3 separate regions of the Mus musculus genome follow, and regions 2 and 3 are each linked to region 1. Evidence: chromatin contacts called from public HiChIP or PLAC-seq data. All regions are on one chromosome and are shown on one strand. The core of a region is the stretch at or near the end of the contact, and the rest is flanking DNA. Distances in the headings are between cores, read along the strand shown.

Region 1 (3,077 bases), core at 211-2,710:
CTCTAACTACACTTGGGAAGTGCACTTCGGGTAGGTTTGCTGTGTGGCTGAGAGATGAAGGAAACCCATAGACAAGGACCTCCTAGTGAACAAAATTTAGTTGTTAACTTTATAGCTATAAAACTCCCCCAGGCGTTCGTTTTCGTTCAGACAGATCTATCCTCTGCATCATGCTTAACCCTGCGACATGCGTACAGTATGCATATTTTGTTTTGAATAAAATGTTTTGTTCCAGTCTGTTAAGAATATTAAAAAATAATAAAGGTATTGCTTAATAAAATTGCTAGAATTGTTTAGCAGTACATGCACAAATATTTTACTAGATTCTTTGTTTTACTAGTGTTTTGTTGAGACTGAAAACCCTAAAATGGTCTGCATAAATACAAAAAAAAAAAAAAACACCAAAAAGTGCAAACCTCTCCAGTTTCTTTTTCCTTTTCTTTAAAAACAGTCTTTTCTCTCTCCTTTCCCCTTATACATGGAGATTTATGTACAGGTGTGTGTACACACACATACACAGAAGTACTATGTTTTAATCTGTGAAGATATGGTACTCTTTGGGGTATGTAAGAGATTTGGGGTATATGGGTTTAGGAGACAATGTAACTGCATTACTGACAGCCAAACACTTGCAGATATAAGCATTGGAGTATCCCTATCAGTGTCTTATTGAGTGAAGACTCACCTGGAAAGCTGTACTCAGAGCAACATAAGGTAAGTGGTTATGCATCTCCTGGGAAGTCTGCCTGCCCTCAGTGGAAAAGCCATTCTTGATCTCTTCCACATCCTTCAGGCTCCTTCTGTTTGTGTTGTAGCCATTCTGTTCTTGAAATGGTTACATTTTGCCATAATGGGGGAAAAAATCCTGCTGGTATGAAGAGAAGTTGTTATTCTCTGTAAGTATAGAACAGTGATAACCCCTGAACACTAGAGCCCAGGACATGGTGGGAGAAGGGACAGGATTTCACTCCCTCTTAATATCCTCTGCAACTCATGAAAAATGCTTTCTCCCCACAATGAAACAGATAGGGGTTTTGCTTTTCCTTCTAGAATGGGAAAACGGAAAAATGGGGAAAACTACATCACTTTCCCTGGGAGCTGAGCTCACACAAAAGACAACTTTAGTGTTAGCTGAAACCCTATACTGCTAAGGGTGAATACAAAACCTTGACTTAGGGAGAGAGGGAAAGAGAACCAGAGGGGAACAGACTCTGTCCAGGTTAATGCTGAGGTCGCTGGGTAATCTGTAATTCCCAAGGGATGTTGCCTATCAATGCCTTAGGTTATCATTACCCTGGGTCTCCTCCTTTGCACAGTTTCACCAGAAACAACGGAAAGCGGAAAGGAGATCCCAGCAGAATAGGGCTTTAAACAGGCAGCAGACAGTCCACAGTGCAGCCATGCACAGCAGGCTTCCCAGTGCACACTGAGTGTGTTTAACTTGTGCACACGTTAATTTGAGCAGAATAAATTCCAGCCTTGCTCTCTTCTGTTTGCCTTGTAGTGGCCATCCCTTGCACACTGGATAATGAACTACAATATTAAAACAGTTACCTGTGCAGGCATGTTGAAAATCAAGAAAAAAAAATATCTGCTTCGTAGATCTATGGAAGAATGTCCCCGAGTTCATCATTGTCTACTTTTTAACAGCAGGGAATTCCAATCTCAACCACAGCGGTTCTGCTAAGCATAACCGAGTGACTCATAGAGGTTATTCACTCTGCCATTTACATGTGGGTAACTCATTACATTGGATTTTCTTTCATTACAAAGGTAGCATTGTTCCCCCTACCACGATGTACTAATGAAAAGCTGGTCCTCTATGTGACATCACTACCAAAAACGTTGGTCCCTCACTAATGAACTCATGCCTCTTTGCAATGGATCCTACCCTCTTAAATAAAAGAAGGCAGGAAAATAAAGAAAGACAGGACAGGAAGAAGGAAAGATGGAGGGAAATTGGTTCTAAAGTGAATGAATAATTAAGTCCTGCTGGGGGAGGGCAGTAAATGAAAGATATAATTAGATGTCAGAACCATGTGCAAAAGGCATGGGTTATCAGGCGATATCTGATATCTGAGAAACATTCAAACATTAATCTTTCTGAGCCTTGATTTTCATCCTCTTTCGGTAACTAAGTCAATTGGAGATTTTGGCAGTATTGAATACACATAGAAATGAAAGGTGTTTCTTGTTTTTCCAGGAATCGAAGCCATGTACTTGATTTCACATGCATACGTGTGTATATATAAAAGGAATAGATTATATATACTATGGCATAGCCTTACAGAGACATAAATATATATAATATATGTGTAAACATCACAAGTAAAGCCTCAGCAACATAATTATTCTATCCACAACAACACATGTATAGCATTATGATAAATTATTTCTATTGGTCTGCAAACATTTGCTCATTGTGCTTGTCTGACAGCCTACTCCGATATGGAAAACAGACTCTCAAAATGTCTCCATTAGTAAAAGCAAAATAGTCTTGAAATAACCAGAATGTCTTCCATTTTCCAAGCTTTAATGCTGTTTAGATCAAACTGAATATAGCATGTAGGTATTGGACTATGTTGGAAACAAGACTGAAGGGGAGTGAAGGGACAGGATCCCTGGGCTCCATTTAAAGAAATCTCCCCAGGATGCTGACACAAGCTACCAAATGTTACTACAAAATATCCTTATCATAACAAAGTGAATAGAGATCCTCTCTGCCTTGGAATACAGCTCAAGGCAAGGACTAAAATGTTAAATGTGTCTGTTTCCTTGAGTCATTTCAAGGCTGTCTTCTATCTTGAGACATTCCAGTGAGAGTTTAAATAACAACTCCTGCCTACTCTGTCCTGGGTCACACAGGTGGGGGGATGGGTGGGAGGAGACAAAGGTAGTCAGAAACTTCAGAGTTGACCTTAGCTAGTCCCTACTATGGCAGCTGCTTAAATCTTTTGGGGGGATTAGATGTGCTCTCTCTCTATTCTAAAATGTCTTTTTTAATTGCTTTTAAATTTTTCCACGAGTCTACAGGCTGTAGCACTCATGTGGCATATTACTATACTCCTGTTTACTCT
Region 2 (3,443 bases), core at 511-3,010, 570 kb before region 1:
GACTGGTGTTTGCTCCTGGCATCCCCACCTTGTCGGTTGGAAATCAGGGGACCCCAGGTTTTCCCAGTATGTGTCTGTCTTTTCCTTCCTGGAACTCCTAGAGCCAACACTAAGGGGCACCAGAGCCTTGGACTGTAGTGCCAGCTTGGAGGGCGCTGCGGAAGTTCCAGCGCAGAGGAGCCCACCCAGCGGGGCTGGGCAGCAGGCACAGTGAGCAGATGCCTCAGGGTCTTAGGGGTCCTCTGCAGGAATCCTCCAAGATTAGGGCCCCCACTCAATGCTGGTGAGGTGTACTGCAGTGCTGGTGCTTCCCTGGAGCGGGGAGACCTTTTGTTGCCGCTTACTTTGGAGGAGAAAGCGTGGTCAGACATGGAGTACAGTGTGGTCACAGCTGCAGCACACACACAGTGTCGGTTAAACAGCACCGTGTAGGCAGACACACAGATGCACACACCCCGCATCCTTTCTGACCCATAAAACCGATTTAGGACAAAACCCAAACGCAGTGGAGCTCTCTAGAGACTCAAAAAGCGTTCAGACTGAGCCTGCAAAGTCACCTCGCCCCTCCTCTAATCAGCCTCCTCTTGCAGAAGATTGTCTAGCGAGGGAAATGATACCCAGTCCCTAGTCCCCAACAGGGACCTCTTAGCTGCCCTCTGGTGTCTGGGACTTGTCCCCTAGACAGCGGGGTCCTAAGGAGAAGCTGAAGACCCAGGTCAGCAGCCTTGGCCACTCGGCCCACGTCTTGACTCTGAAATAAAAAGTGGGGAGGGATCGCAACCCCTGGGCAAAAGCCTGGGTGTACAGGACCCGGAGGGGGCGGTGGACAGCGGGTCTTCAAGCTGCCGGGGCGCGTCTTCGTCCTCCGCCCCGGGCCAAGCTGCTGTCACTGCACCAGGATGGAGAGACCTCGGGGCGGGAGGAGATGACGCAAAATCCAGCGCTCCCCCCAAAAAAGTGTGCCTCCAGGACGAAGATGGCGGCAACTTAGCCCGGGGACTGAAGATGACTGTGGCCTCGGGAGGCCCAGAGCAGGCGACTCGGCCCCCGGCGGCGCCCGCGGGCAGACCTGCAGCGGCCGCGGCGACAGTCGGAGCGCGGGGTGGGGGGTGGGGGGGAGGGACAGCCCCGCCGGCGGCCGCCCAAGCTCGGGGCGCGGGGAGAGCCAGCGCGAAGTAGGCGCGGGAGGCGGAGGAGAAGCCAGCGACGGAGAGGAAGGAGGAGGAAGAGGAGGAGAAGAGGAGGAGGAGAGGAGGAGGGGAGGCGCTCCGGTCGCCGTCAGTGGGCAGCAGAGACGCGGCATGCCCCTGGCAGGGGAGAGCGGGCTGTCCTCAGCTGGGCCATGGGGACCCGCGCGCTGACAATGCCGGGGTGATAGGAGCAGCGCCAGCCACCCAGCCACCTCCACCACCATCACCTCCCGCACTCAGCCTCCCCACCGGCCAGCACAGCACCAGCCTCCGCGTCTCTCTCTCTCTCTCTCTCTCTCTCTCTCTCTCTCTCTCTCTCTCTCTCTCTCTCTTATTGTCTCCCACTCTTCAAGGGATGGGGTCGGCTGATGCTTAGGTCGGAAGCAAGATCTTCCTCCAAAGTATGGTAATATTTATGTAGGGAGAGAGAGAGAGAGAGAGAGAGAGAGAGAGAGAGAGAAGAAACGGGAGGAGGGGATACGGAAATTAAACCCTTTAAGTCAATGCATATTGTGGTGACACCGGCACAGGAGCCCTCACGGTGGAGTCGGCCAGGGCTGTGCGTTCCCAAAATATGACCAGGGGTGCTTGGATGTGTCGGCAGTATGACGACGGCTTAAAAATCTGGTTGGCAGCACCCCGGGAGAACGAGAAACCGTTCATCGATTCAGAGCGGGCTCAGAAATGGCGACTGTCTCTGGCTTCTCTCTTGTTTTTCACAGTCCTGCTCTCTGATCACTTGTGGTTCTGCGCCGAGGCCAAGCTGACCCGGACCCGGGACAAAGAGCATCACCAACAGCAGCAGCAACAGCAGCAACAGCAGCAGCAACAGCAGCAACAGCAGCAGCAGCAGCAGCAGCGACAGCAGCAGCGGCAGCGACAGCAGCAGAGGCAGCGACAGCAGGAGCCCTCCTGGCCCGCGCTCCTGGCCAGCATGGGGGAGTCCTCGCCCGCCGCCCAGGCACACAGACTCCTCTCCGCCTCCTCGTCCCCCACCCTGCCCCCCTCCCCGGGAGGCGGCGGCGGCAGCAAGGGCAACCGAGGCAAGAACAACCGGAGCAGGGCTCTTTTTCTAGGAAACTCTGCCAAGCCGGTGTGGCGCCTAGAGACTTGTTACCCCCAGGGCGCCTCCTCCGGCCAGTGCTTCACCGTGGAGAGCGCGGACGCTGTGTGCGCCAGGAACTGGAGTCGGGGGGCGGCCGCGGGGGAGGAGCAGTCGTCCAGGGGCTCTCGGCCAACTCCGCTGTGGAACTTGTCGGATTTTTACCTTTCATTTTGTAATTCCTACACACTTTGGGAGTTGTTTTCGGGGCTGTCCAGCCCCAGTACTTTGAACTGCAGTCTGGACGTGGTGCTCACGGAGGGCGGTGAGATGACCACGTGTAGACAGTGCATCGAGGCTTACCAGGACTACGACCACCACGCTCAGGAGAAGTACGAAGAGTTTGAAAGCGTGCTGCATAAGTACTTACAGTCGGATGAGTACTCGGTGAAGTCCTGTCCTGAGGACTGCAAGGTAGGCACAGCGGGTTCCTTTCCCCTTCGCTGCGGCTTTTTTTATGTTTGATTCGTTTATCTGGCTCCGGTTTTGTAAGTTTAATCATTGTTTATCTGGCTATGAGAACTTGACTTTCTGATGGAGTTGGGGACAGCTGGTAGGTTGCTGGTGGCCTGATGCCCTTCTTTTCAGAGCTCTTGGTACATCAGGGAAGTCTATCTTCTAAGATAACAAAGTCAGGGCTTGAGCTGTTTCTTCGAGCTTCGCAGTTGGCGCATACTATTCCTTTCAGGGAAATAGAGAAGGGACCAACACACGCAGGTAGCCAGAGGGAATCATTTCTCCACTTCTAACATAATCAGGTTGGTTGGTCAGAGGAACAGAAGAAAGTGTAGCTGTTAATGTAGGGAGGAAAACAGTCAAACGTACACATTTTGTGGGTTTTATGGGCTAGCTTTCATTCTTTAGTAAGTCTGAAGGCCTGTTCTCTTTAAGCTTCCTGTTTTCTCTTAGACAGCTGTGTAGTATAGGCCTGGGTGTCATAGGAGTAGAAGGTCGTAGTTAGCTATCTATTAATTGATTCTCAATGTTAAACTGGTGATCATACACCTTACGTAATTGCTTTTTTTTGCATACTCTGAAGAAATAGCAAGTGACACATCTTTGATGCTATGAGCTAAAATTCGGAGAAATAGCTAATACATTGTATTGTAGTCAGCAAGGGCTGTGGTGACCTTGCTGATTATGATTAGCAA
Region 3 (3,358 bases), core at 71-2,570, 720 kb after region 1:
CGGTAGAAATCCATGAACTCAGGGCTGCCACAAGCATTCTGGGCACAAAGGAAAGCTGTGCAGAGGCTGCGTCTCTTTTGATATAGATTTTGCCGCCATTGTTCCAGGTGTCTCCGGAGAGAGCTTATTTCCATATGTATAGAGAAACGGAGTGCTTTCTCTTGCCGGTTAAAGTGTCACCGAATGTATTTTTAGCTATACATAAAGCAGCGGCAGTGTGAGGCATCTTACCGCCAGGGTCGCAAGGTTTGAACATCCTTTGCCACTGGAGGAATGCTAATGAGATGATTCTTCATTCCACTTATTTTAATTGCCAAACAACGCTTAATTCCCCACCCCACACCCCCGACTTAAAAAACAAAATCAAACAAATCCCTTTTTGTGTATAGCCAAGTTTGCCCTTGCAGGAGATGGGTGTTGCAGAAAGACCCCAATCGTCCTGTGCAGAAGGTTCTAGGCCTGGCCCTCTCCCTGTGCAGTTAGTGCGAGGTGTCAGTGTCTGCTCCCCTTTCCAATAGCTCGGAGGATGCTGAGAGGAGACGCCCGTGGTTGTCAGAGAAACACGGCGATATATTATTAGATCTTTCATAATTAGGCTTTGCTGATGTGTGCAAGAGCTTAATCAAAAACGTTATCACCCAGCCTGCTGCTGGAGGTGGGGGTTGGTGATGGTGGTGGGGGAATCTGGAAAGTCAAAGGCTGTTCCTCCCCGTGCTGGTTCTGTAAGATAACAAAGGCAAGACAAAGGCAGATGGCTCCTGCCTGTGGTTCTGAGCAGGCTCATGCTTTGGTTAATCACGTGACGTACGTGACAGTGGGTTCAGAAAACCTGAAGCCCCTCCTCGCTCCCAATTTCTGAGTCACTCCACCGACCAGGTGCTGACTAAGGCTGTGGGCTGTGGGAACCTCATTGAATGTGTCTGCCAAGCGTTTCCAGGTAGAGCTTGGCTCCCCGGGGGAGCTCTAGAAGTCCCTCCCTGGGTCACAGCAGGCCTGCCTGACTGCGAATTTCAAAGAGTGTATCTCAGCCCTTAGATAAACCTGGCTGGTGTCCCCTGGCAGCAAAGCTGGGGGAAGACCTCGGGGACAGCCATCCTGCAGCGCCCAGGGCTGTTTGGACAAACTGTGCTATGTTTTTTCTGCCCGTATCTGGGCATGCAGGTGAATCCTGGTCCCGCTGGTATCTTGGCTGGCCACTCTCTCTCAGGCTCTGCGGGGAGCTGGGGGTGCATCCCTGCAAACGCTCCAGCAAAGCTGTGCAAACAAACCCGGCCGATTAGTTGGACAGGCTCACTGGCTCGGGAGTGTGAGCTGGCCTGGCAGCCCTATGCTCTCAACCCTTTCCAGGCTGGGCTTGTTCCCAGAGCGCTCATCAAGGAACACACTACCTTACCCTCTGGATGCTGGGTGCTTGTGCATCTATGGGCAGGACAGGATACTGATTCTTGCCTTGGACTCTTTACATACAACATATCACACATTCATTCACACACACACACACACACACACACACACACACACACACATGTGCGCGCCACTCACGTTCACTACAGACTATACAGCATTGGGTCAGAAGCCGTGATGGCACGAGGCACATAAATTTTGTGTCTGAGTTATTTAACCCACCTCAGAGTTGCACAAGACCTGTGTCCTTGTCTTACACGCTGCGTCAGATAGAGGCTGGCAATTTCTGTGTTTAAAGGTTCAGTTTAACACCTATAAATAACCTGACGTTCTGAGCTTTTTGGGAGAGGCTGCTCAAACTGACTTGACTTTTTTTTCCCTCTCTTCTGCCTTTGGTTTGAAGTAAGAGTCAACTTGGTATAAAGAAACCTCGGGTCCCCTTTGAGGTGAAATCAGAGTGAATCAGAAAGAGTGATTACGCCCTTCTTTAATCAGAGACTCTGGGGAGGATTTTCTTTTAGGAGAGAAGCGTCAAGCCATGCTCTTTGAAAATTACTTTCATATTTTCTTGAGCAGTTCAGAGCAGGGAGAGTTTTAAGAGTTGTCATTTGCTCTTGGATATCAGGCGGCAGCCTCAGCCTTTTGTCTGAGCCCTTCCTTCTGTGTATCCGAAAGGACTTAGCTGGCCCCGGCTTTGTTGTGCACCACACAAGCTATCAAGTGACTAATGCCCTTGGAATCTCATGGAGACATTTATTCTGCCCCTGTTGCTATGAGCCCTGTGTTCTTTTGTGGAACCTAACAATATAGGTAACATATCTAAAGTATGACCCTGACCAAAGGAACTTAGTTTTAAGTAGCAATTGTAAAATCATTGTGTACACGTCACGGGCCTGTCAGGTCCATTCTCATTTTAGTGTTTCAAGTATGTTTGCGCTAGTGACGTGGGCTGATTAACCTGAAGTGAAGTTAAAGCATCAATAGAAAAGCTCACCCACATTCACACTGCAAGTGTTTATTAAACCAGTCTCAGCTACTTGGGGGAAGCAGTACTCCTTCAGGGAATTAAAAAAAAAAAAAAAAGGATAATCAATCAGGAATTATTCAATGAGCTGACAAAAACAGCATTACAGGTCAAAAGTCCCCCTGTTATTTAAAATAGACGATCCATTTTCAAGTCAAGAGTTTTTCTCTGTATTGCCCTGGCTATCTTGGAACTAACTCACTCTGTAGACCAGGCTAGCCTGGAACTCAGAGATCCACCTGCCTCTCCTCCCAAGTGTTGGGATTAAAGTTTATGTTAATAAATAGCTTTTAAAATTAGCATTTCCTGTCTGCTTCCAAAAATTTGGTTCAAATTCTTCTCCCAGTGCTTGGAATGTTAATTTGGTGACTAGCAGAGAAAGTGGTGTGTGTGTGTGTGTGTGTGTGTGTGTGTGTGTGTGTGTGTGTTTGAGACAAGATCTTACACAGAGTCACAGGCTGGTCTGAAAACCACTACAAAGTAGCCCAGGCTGGCTGGCTTCAAGTTGTGGAAACCCTCCTGTCTCCACCTCCAGAGTTCTGGGATTGCAGCCATGAGCTCTGATGTCTGGCTAGGAAATATGGTTTTGTCAGAATTAAACGTGTGCTCGTTTCTTAACCTGAGACATTTAAAAATTAGTTGGAGCCAGAAACAATTAACGGTCCAGATTTCTCTCACTTATTTTTGGCTTTTATCTTACTTGTTTGTTCCCATTTTAATTAGAAAATAATACAATGACACAATTAATTTTACCTGGCAGGCTCTGTTCCACGGCAACAGGGGCGTATGTGAAAAATGCTGCTGGCTTTTTTCCTCTTCCCCCTAGAATGAGAATTTTTTAAAACCTAAAAGTCTGTTACCATTTAAGCCTCTATAAATGAATTTTTAGACAGTGTTTGAAATTTGGGCCTTGATTTTCACACCTTAGGG

What was found. HiChIP or PLAC-seq counts read pairs in DNA pulled down with a chosen protein or histone mark.
Region 2: a contact with region 1 is called in an H3K27ac HiChIP or PLAC-seq map of oligodendrocyte precursor cells, with 7 times the contacts expected there. The contact joins the promoter of Fam155a here to the enhancer-like site in region 1. A contact is called at or near these places in 5 of 39 promoter capture datasets (embryonic stem cells, hematopoietic stem and progenitor cells, liver and 2 more) and 6 of 115 datasets of contacts at active chromatin or transcription factors (embryonic basal ganglia, embryonic forebrain, forebrain and 3 more).
Region 3: a contact with region 1 is called in a FOXA1 HiChIP or PLAC-seq map of pancreatic cancer cells. The contact joins two enhancer-like sites. A contact is called at or near these places in 2 of 115 datasets of contacts at active chromatin or transcription factors (embryonic stem cells and pancreatic cancer cells) and 1 of 9 other capture datasets (embryonic stem cells).

Annotation. Positions count from the first base shown.
Region 1 is chr8:9,203,209-9,206,285 of GRCm38.p6, reverse strand. Fam155a (family with sequence similarity 155, member A) reads left to right here. Exons shown (of 3, transcript NM_173446.2): 3 at 1-276. Among named protein-coding and RNA genes, the nearest start is that of Gm39128, 37 kb to the right of the region's middle. Within about 2 kb of position 1,460, at least 37 of the 459 cell types and tissues checked have an H3K27ac peak or open chromatin away from gene starts, as enhancers often do. A contact at or near this core is called in embryonic forebrain, oligodendrocyte precursor cells and pancreatic cancer cells, where this site is marked.
Region 2 is chr8:9,769,340-9,772,782 of GRCm38.p6, reverse strand. Fam155a (family with sequence similarity 155, member A) reads left to right here and starts at 1,760. Exons shown (of 3, transcript NM_173446.2): 1 at 1,760-2,706. The coding sequence starts at 1,765.
Region 3 is chr8:8,486,638-8,489,995 of GRCm38.p6, reverse strand. No RefSeq gene overlaps it. Among named protein-coding and RNA genes, the nearest start is that of Gm31135, 3.6 kb to the right of the region's middle. RefSeq lists an enhancer at 1-1,942. Within about 2 kb of position 1,320, at least 143 of the 459 cell types and tissues checked have an H3K27ac peak or open chromatin away from gene starts, as enhancers often do. A contact at or near this core is called in pancreatic cancer cells, where this site is marked.